2 separate regions of the Zea mays genome follow, and region 2 is linked to region 1. A link is a contact called in public Hi-C data. All regions are on one chromosome and are shown on one strand. The core of a region is the stretch at or near the end of the contact, and the rest is flanking DNA. Distances in the headings are between cores, read along the strand shown. Region 1 has its middle 13 kb from the start of LOC100383128. Region 2 holds the start of LOC103634831 (GDSL esterase/lipase At1g28590).

The links. A called contact is a pair of places that touch in the nucleus more often than the background predicts.
Region 2: a contact with region 1 is called in a Hi-C map of bundle sheath, with 2.6 times the contacts expected there. The contact joins the promoter of LOC103634831 here to the enhancer-like site in region 1. A contact is called at or near these places in 5 of 25 Hi-C or Micro-C datasets (bundle sheath, ear, leaf and 2 more).

Annotation. Positions count from the first base shown.
Region 1 is chr8:15,050,474-15,053,571 of Zm-B73-REFERENCE-NAM-5.0, reverse strand. No RefSeq gene overlaps it. Among protein-coding and RNA genes, the nearest start is that of LOC100383128, 13 kb to the right of the region's middle. Within about 2 kb of position 1,586, at least 20 of the 20 cell types and tissues checked have an H3K27ac peak or open chromatin away from gene starts, as enhancers often do. A contact at or near this core is called in bundle sheath, ear, leaf and 2 more, where this site is marked.
Region 2 is chr8:15,284,133-15,287,230 of Zm-B73-REFERENCE-NAM-5.0, reverse strand. It overlaps LOC103634831 (GDSL esterase/lipase At1g28590), which reads left to right and starts at 1,505. Exons shown (of 4, transcript XM_008657421.2): 1 at 1,505-3,098. It overlaps LOC100192076 (GTP binding protein), which reads right to left and starts at 1,210. Exons shown (of 2, transcript NM_001137499.1): 1 at 892-1,210; 2 at 1-722. The coding sequence starts at 958.

The DNA.
Region 1 (3,098 bases), core at 337-2,836:
CAGACACACGACGCTATATATAGGACTAAGGGGTCGCAGGAAAGACTAACGCTAGTACCTCGCCCCAAAACCACAGTCCCCAGAGGCCCCATCGCCTAGGCGTCGGAGTGTTTGGAATCGCGACAGCCTACAGCAGCTCGGATCCCGATGCCAACAACAAAGGTGTGTTTCCCTGTTCCTCTCATTAGATCAGTAGATCAGATCTACACGTCATCAAGGTTTTACTTTCAGTTACGGATTGGTATTCTAGGGACTTAGAAATCGATCCTATACAGTATAGATTCTAACAATGGTATCAGAGCCGTCCTAAGAACCCTAGATCTCCTAATCCGCATCAGTTTTATGAGATCACAGAAAAGTCTCAGATCAACATGATTGAACTATTTTTTTTCGTTTATCACCCGAGAACAGATAGATTAAAATAGAAAGAATATTTTTTATCTCTCGGGTTAGGGTTTACCTAACCCTAAATCTAGGGTTTTGGCCACTAACAGAGATTTGGTCTCGGCCAAACCCAGAAGATTCGAGATAGTAAAAACAGATCGATGTTTTAGGGTTAGGGTTTAATAACCTAACCCTAATCAGTTTTAAATCTGGGTCAACAGAGATCACAGTGGCTCGGGATCTTTTACATCCACGGCCTAGATGGCAGAACAGATTAGAAAAGGTACAGAAAATCATCACAGAAAAAAATAACAGAAATAACGCAAGATCTCGGATCTACGTTTTATCAACTCATAACTCGATCCCGAATATTACATTAGATCCATTTCTTACATTCATTCACAGTGGAGGATTCGAGTAAATGAGGACTAGATCCGAGTTCAAAGGTTGAAGACGGTTATAAAACCGACTCAATTTTTTCGACCCGACGTTTTGGACCATCGTCAGCTCCCAGCCGACAGCGGCTCACCCGCCCGCGGGGATGCGCGGGGATGAGCTCACCAGCGGCAAGGTCTGCGGGGTCCGGTCCTCAAGTCTCCATAGGGCCAGCGGCTGAGGTCACTAGCACGAGCTGCTCGGAATAATTAAATAAAAACAGAGAGCAGCTCGGTGCACAATAACAGAGAGAGAAGGGATAGCTTGCCGACGGCTGAACAGAACGCCTTAAAAAAATGAATAGACGGTGAGCTGAAGGCAAGAACAGAGAGAAAAGACAGTGCCGGTCGAGTTCAAATGCACAGTGCCATTGACCGGTTCTCCCTGGCGGCCGAGTACTAGTGCGGCCAGAAGAAATAAAAAGAACAGTGAGAAGCAAAAATCTCTCTGTGGCGCACAGCCCAGCTGAAGGGATTGGTCGGCCAGGAACCAGAATTTTATGGCGGCTGAAGTTCTGCGTGGCTGAGAGAGAAAATAGAATACAGAGAGAGGAGGAGAGGCGCCGTCGGCCAATAGATCCTGGCGGCCGGCCAGATTTTTTTGTGGCGCCTGGGGAAAGAAGTAGAATGGTTAGGGTTTTTCCCTAGGGTCCGATTTTACCGCAATATATAACCAGCATGCGCAAGAATCTGAGCCGTTGATCTAGCTGAACGGCCAGAATCTCGGCGGGTGGTAAAGAGCGCCCCGCATGGGCCAAAAGCGCGGCCCAGGCCCAGGTTGTGGCCTAGGCGCGCGGCCGCTCCCCTGCTGGCGCTTGAGTGGGCCGCCTAGGCTGGGCCTTAAGGCCGCCCAGGCCGAAATGGCCTCCAAATTTTTTTCATGGTTTTTTTTTAATTCCTGGAATTAGAAAACCAGAAAAGAAATAAGAAAAATAGTGCAGAAAATTCAGAATTATCTTTTTTTAGTTATAGAAAATTACAGACATATTTATGGACTATTTTATTCCGCTACGTACTTTGGTACTTTTATTTATATATATTTTATGCAATTCTCAGTTGATTATGAAACCAACGTGGATTAATTATTGTTTTGAATTGCATAGAATTCAGAAAATTTGTGGTAACGGAATATTTTAACCAACGTTAGATATTGTTACCACATTTTGAACAGAAGTATATATATTCTAGATCATCCAACGATGGTTTTAGAATTTTAGAACCAGATTATTATTTGTTTTTCTATGCATTATTGTTTATTATGAAGCCTACGTGGATTAATTCTCTTTAAGTGCATAGAAATTCAGAATTTTTGTGGTAATTGAATATTTTGACCAACGTCGAATATTATTGCCACATTTTATACAAGAATCAAGTTTTCTAGATCATCCAACGATGGTTTAGAATTTTAGAACAAGAAATTTTTGTAGACCAGACATGGTTATTATTTGACCAACGTCGAATATTTAATTCATGCAAGTTCTATGTTTCAGTATTTACTTCAGATGTCCTAAATATTTTCTGTTTTACTTTGCAAAAGTGCACATATTGGCCTACTAGTTGGTCAGATAAGGTATATTAAACCGCTATGTGGTATTTATTATCACTTATGGCGGGAAAAGATTTAAATGATAACTACAGTGAATGAAATAGATTCCTCACTGTGGTTTAAGAAACCCACTAAGCCTACAGTAGGCTCACCTTAGGATGACCTTAAGATGGCGCAGTACATCATCTATAAGGTCAACTGAAAAAGATCCAAGTGTAATGTACTTGGTCATAATAAGAGTCTCATCCAGGATCTTATTGAGGGTGCTATTCCAGAATATGAGACATTTCATGATCAGTAAAACACCTGTCTAAATGGACAAGTGCTATATAGATCAACTCGTGACATAGTTTGTCTAGAAGGAGGAAAGGTTGATAAGTCAAATAAGTGATTCTATCAATCTTCCCAAACTAAGAATCCTCAAACAGAACAAGACCTCTAAGAAAGGTTCAAGAATAAGATCAAACATGATCACGATGTTTTCTATATGCAACAATCAGACTGTTTCTCAGATCCCCTGAGACCTGCCTCTATTGCAAGAAGACAGGGCATACAATAGAAAGTGTTCAGAATTCCTGCAATAGATGCTACAGAATGCAATTCCGTACAAACCTAAGGCTCCCAGAGGGCTGAAAACAGTTATAGTGGTTAACGAAAAGCAAGCAGACACTTAACTTCAGTTTCGTGAATAGACAATCAGCACATCCACTATCACTTCGGTGACAGAGACTGTG
Region 2 (3,098 bases), core at 256-2,755, 230 kb before region 1:
CTTGACACACCAACCATTTAGTATAATGTTCCAGCTCTTTGTGACATGCGGGAACTCATCTTTCTTCTCACGGAACAGCGCCTCCGCCTCCTCGACATGCTTATACCTGCACAGCGACATCAGTAGTATCTGGAACCCGACCAAGTCAAGCTCAAACCCGTAATCCTTCCTCAAGTAGAACACCTCTATCGCCTCCTGCACCTTGTGCGCACCAGCGTACCGGTTCAACAGCACGGCAAACATCTTATTCGTCACGACCACCTGACGTCGCTCCTCAGGAATCTCGTCAAACAGCTGCCTCATGTGTCTGACCTTCTTCATCCGCCCAAGAATGTCCAGCATCTCGGTGTAGGCCCTTGACCCGTGGGCATACCCCGGCAGGGTTGCCGCCCAGTTGAAGAATGCCAGGGCGACCTGCCAGTTGGACCGCTGCTTCTGGAGGACCATGAGGATAATATCCTCATCCATGTGGACCGCGAACTGATGAAGAGCACCGCTGAGATCCGTGTTGTCAGCACTGGTGGACTTGAGAACCTTCAGTACCTGACTGGCGTAGACGTCCGGGAGACATTCTGACATGCCGGCAGTGGTGTGGCAGAACCTTGGTGTCCCAAGAAGCTTTCCACTCTGAACGACAACCTGGCGAAACGGTGAAGGCACGAACGCCTCTGCGGCATTGCGTCGAACGGTTGGTGGGCCAAGAACGCCAAGCCTCCTGAGAACTGCGCACAAACACCAGCATCGGCAGCGGATTAGTCCCCGTCTCCATAGAGCAGAAATTGGAATATTTTGCAGTTGGACAGAGGATTCCATCGCGTGAACGATGAACTCGTTAGATAGTAGAGTTTCCTCGGGCAATGAGAAGAGGAAGGAGGTGGACACGATGCGTACCGGTAAGGGGCTTGCTGAACCTGCAGGCAGTGGCGAGGATCGCGAACTCAAGCAGCGGCGGCGGCATCGTGCTATGCGAGGGCTAGGGCCAATTGAATAGTAGTGGTACACTTCCAGTTCCAGACAGTAGTCGGTGGAGGGCTGGAGGCGGAGGCGGAGGTGGCGGCCTCGAGAGTAGAATTCCCCGAGTTGGTTCGTCACTTTTCCACAGACTGGAGCAGGCCACGGCGATGCGCGGGCAGCGTGCGTCTCAGTTTTCGAGCGGGCGGACGGCGCTGGTCGACGGGCGATGGCGGCGCACAGTCACAGACGAGGAGACAGGGAGAGGGGAGCTCTCGCTTTGCTCGGCTACCCGGCTCGGGCCTCAGGTCCAACGTCCGAGATCTCTGAACAGAAAGCGGGATGGACTGGTGTGTAGAAATGGGCCGGCCCGCTGCAGGAGAGGTCGCATGCTGAAGTGTTCCGTACATAGCCCACCAGACGTCCAGAGAAGGTGGGGGTGGGGCCCACGTAGCCTGACTACCGGAGGAGAAATTTGTTATTTTGCCACCCTCACTTTTAGGTTTATGTTATTATGTCATCTCGTGTCTATGACAGTTAGGACCATCTATATGTATAATTTATGTGTTCAAAAATAAAACACTCGGCAAAGACTCTTTGTCGAGTGCAAAAAAAACACTCGTCAAAGAGTTTTTCGTCGAATGTTTTTTTACCGAGGGTTTTTTGCTTGGCATTCGGCAAAAAGCTTCGTTGCCGAATGCCCGAAAAAAACACTTGGCAAATCATTTGACACTCGACAAAAAGCCGAATTCCGATAGTGATACCTTTGTTCCTTCAATGCAATGGGATTTGCATTATGCTCCAAAATGCATTTTTCCTTATATTTCTTAATTTGCCTTTACAAACATCTGTGCTCATGCTCAGATGTGAAGTTGTTAGTCTATAGTAATGTGTTGAGCATATAATCACCAAAACAACTAGAAATAACCTAAGTACACATTTCCCTTTCAGTACTATAAACTACAATCAAGTGTAGAGAGCTACACCTAGTGCTAATTGCACGGTACCGAACGGAATGGACTCTAGTATCTATCGATGTAACCTATCATATATACATGACAACGGGTATGCGAGCGGCGTGTGCTAGCGAGGGATGCAGGTAGGGGTGATAATGGATCACGATCTAAATGTTTGTTCACAATAAGTTAGGACCTTTGATAATTTTTGTTCAAAATGGATAGAAATGAAGTTCGATCCTAATTTGCTTCGATCCTTAAACTATATAGTGTGAAATTTAGAACTCATTGCCACCCTAGATGCAGGTAGGAAACGCTTGGCATGAGGAGTGAACGAGGAGAGATGTCGTGCAGGAAAACGATGAAACGGTGATTGCAGTTCTTCCTGCAAAGGCCCCAATAAGGCTATGGTCAGCAGACTGCGCATATCACAGTGCAAAATATTGTTTCATATCTTTTACACTATAAATTATGTTGTTAATTTATATAGTGGAGTTTGAAATAGGAGTTTTAATAAGTAAGACTGCTCCAGATAGCTTAATGAGGGTTGGATCAAGAACTCACTTAAATCTGAGGGATATAATAGGAACGCCGCTGGAGTTATGTTTTTGGCAGCCTAACACTCGCAAGTACTAGACGAAGGGAAAAAAATCATACCTGCAGCAGGCCTGTGTTACCTCGTTGGTTTTAGTTGGGCCTAATTCGTAAGAACAAATAAGAGCCCACTGTGTCGCCTGCATGCAGGAAGGAAGAAGGATGATCCTGTGGCCAGTGGCCACCCGAGCAGGAGCTGGCGAGCTGCTCACACTGTGCCAAGGGCTGAGAAAGCTGCGCCAATCCTGGGGTTCTAGATATTGACTTGAAGCTTTCCTCTTAAAAGTTTTGTAGAAGAAGAAAACAAGGAAGAGAAAATCATAACAAATCGACAGGGAAGGGCGATATATGGAATAAAAATAGTAAATGCTATTAGTATTTACATTCATGTAGACAATACTTATAGTATATATACAGCTTATGGCTATACTTTATAATTTTCAATGACCAGATGCCAAAAACGCACATAAGATCTTATTCTCTGTTTAGTTATTTCCGTTTCAAATAGTAAGGAAGTCATTGATGATCCGCCAAATGTTCTCTATAAAAAGACTCAGATACAAGTTCTTCGGAAGTATTCTCTGTCTTTTGTCTTGA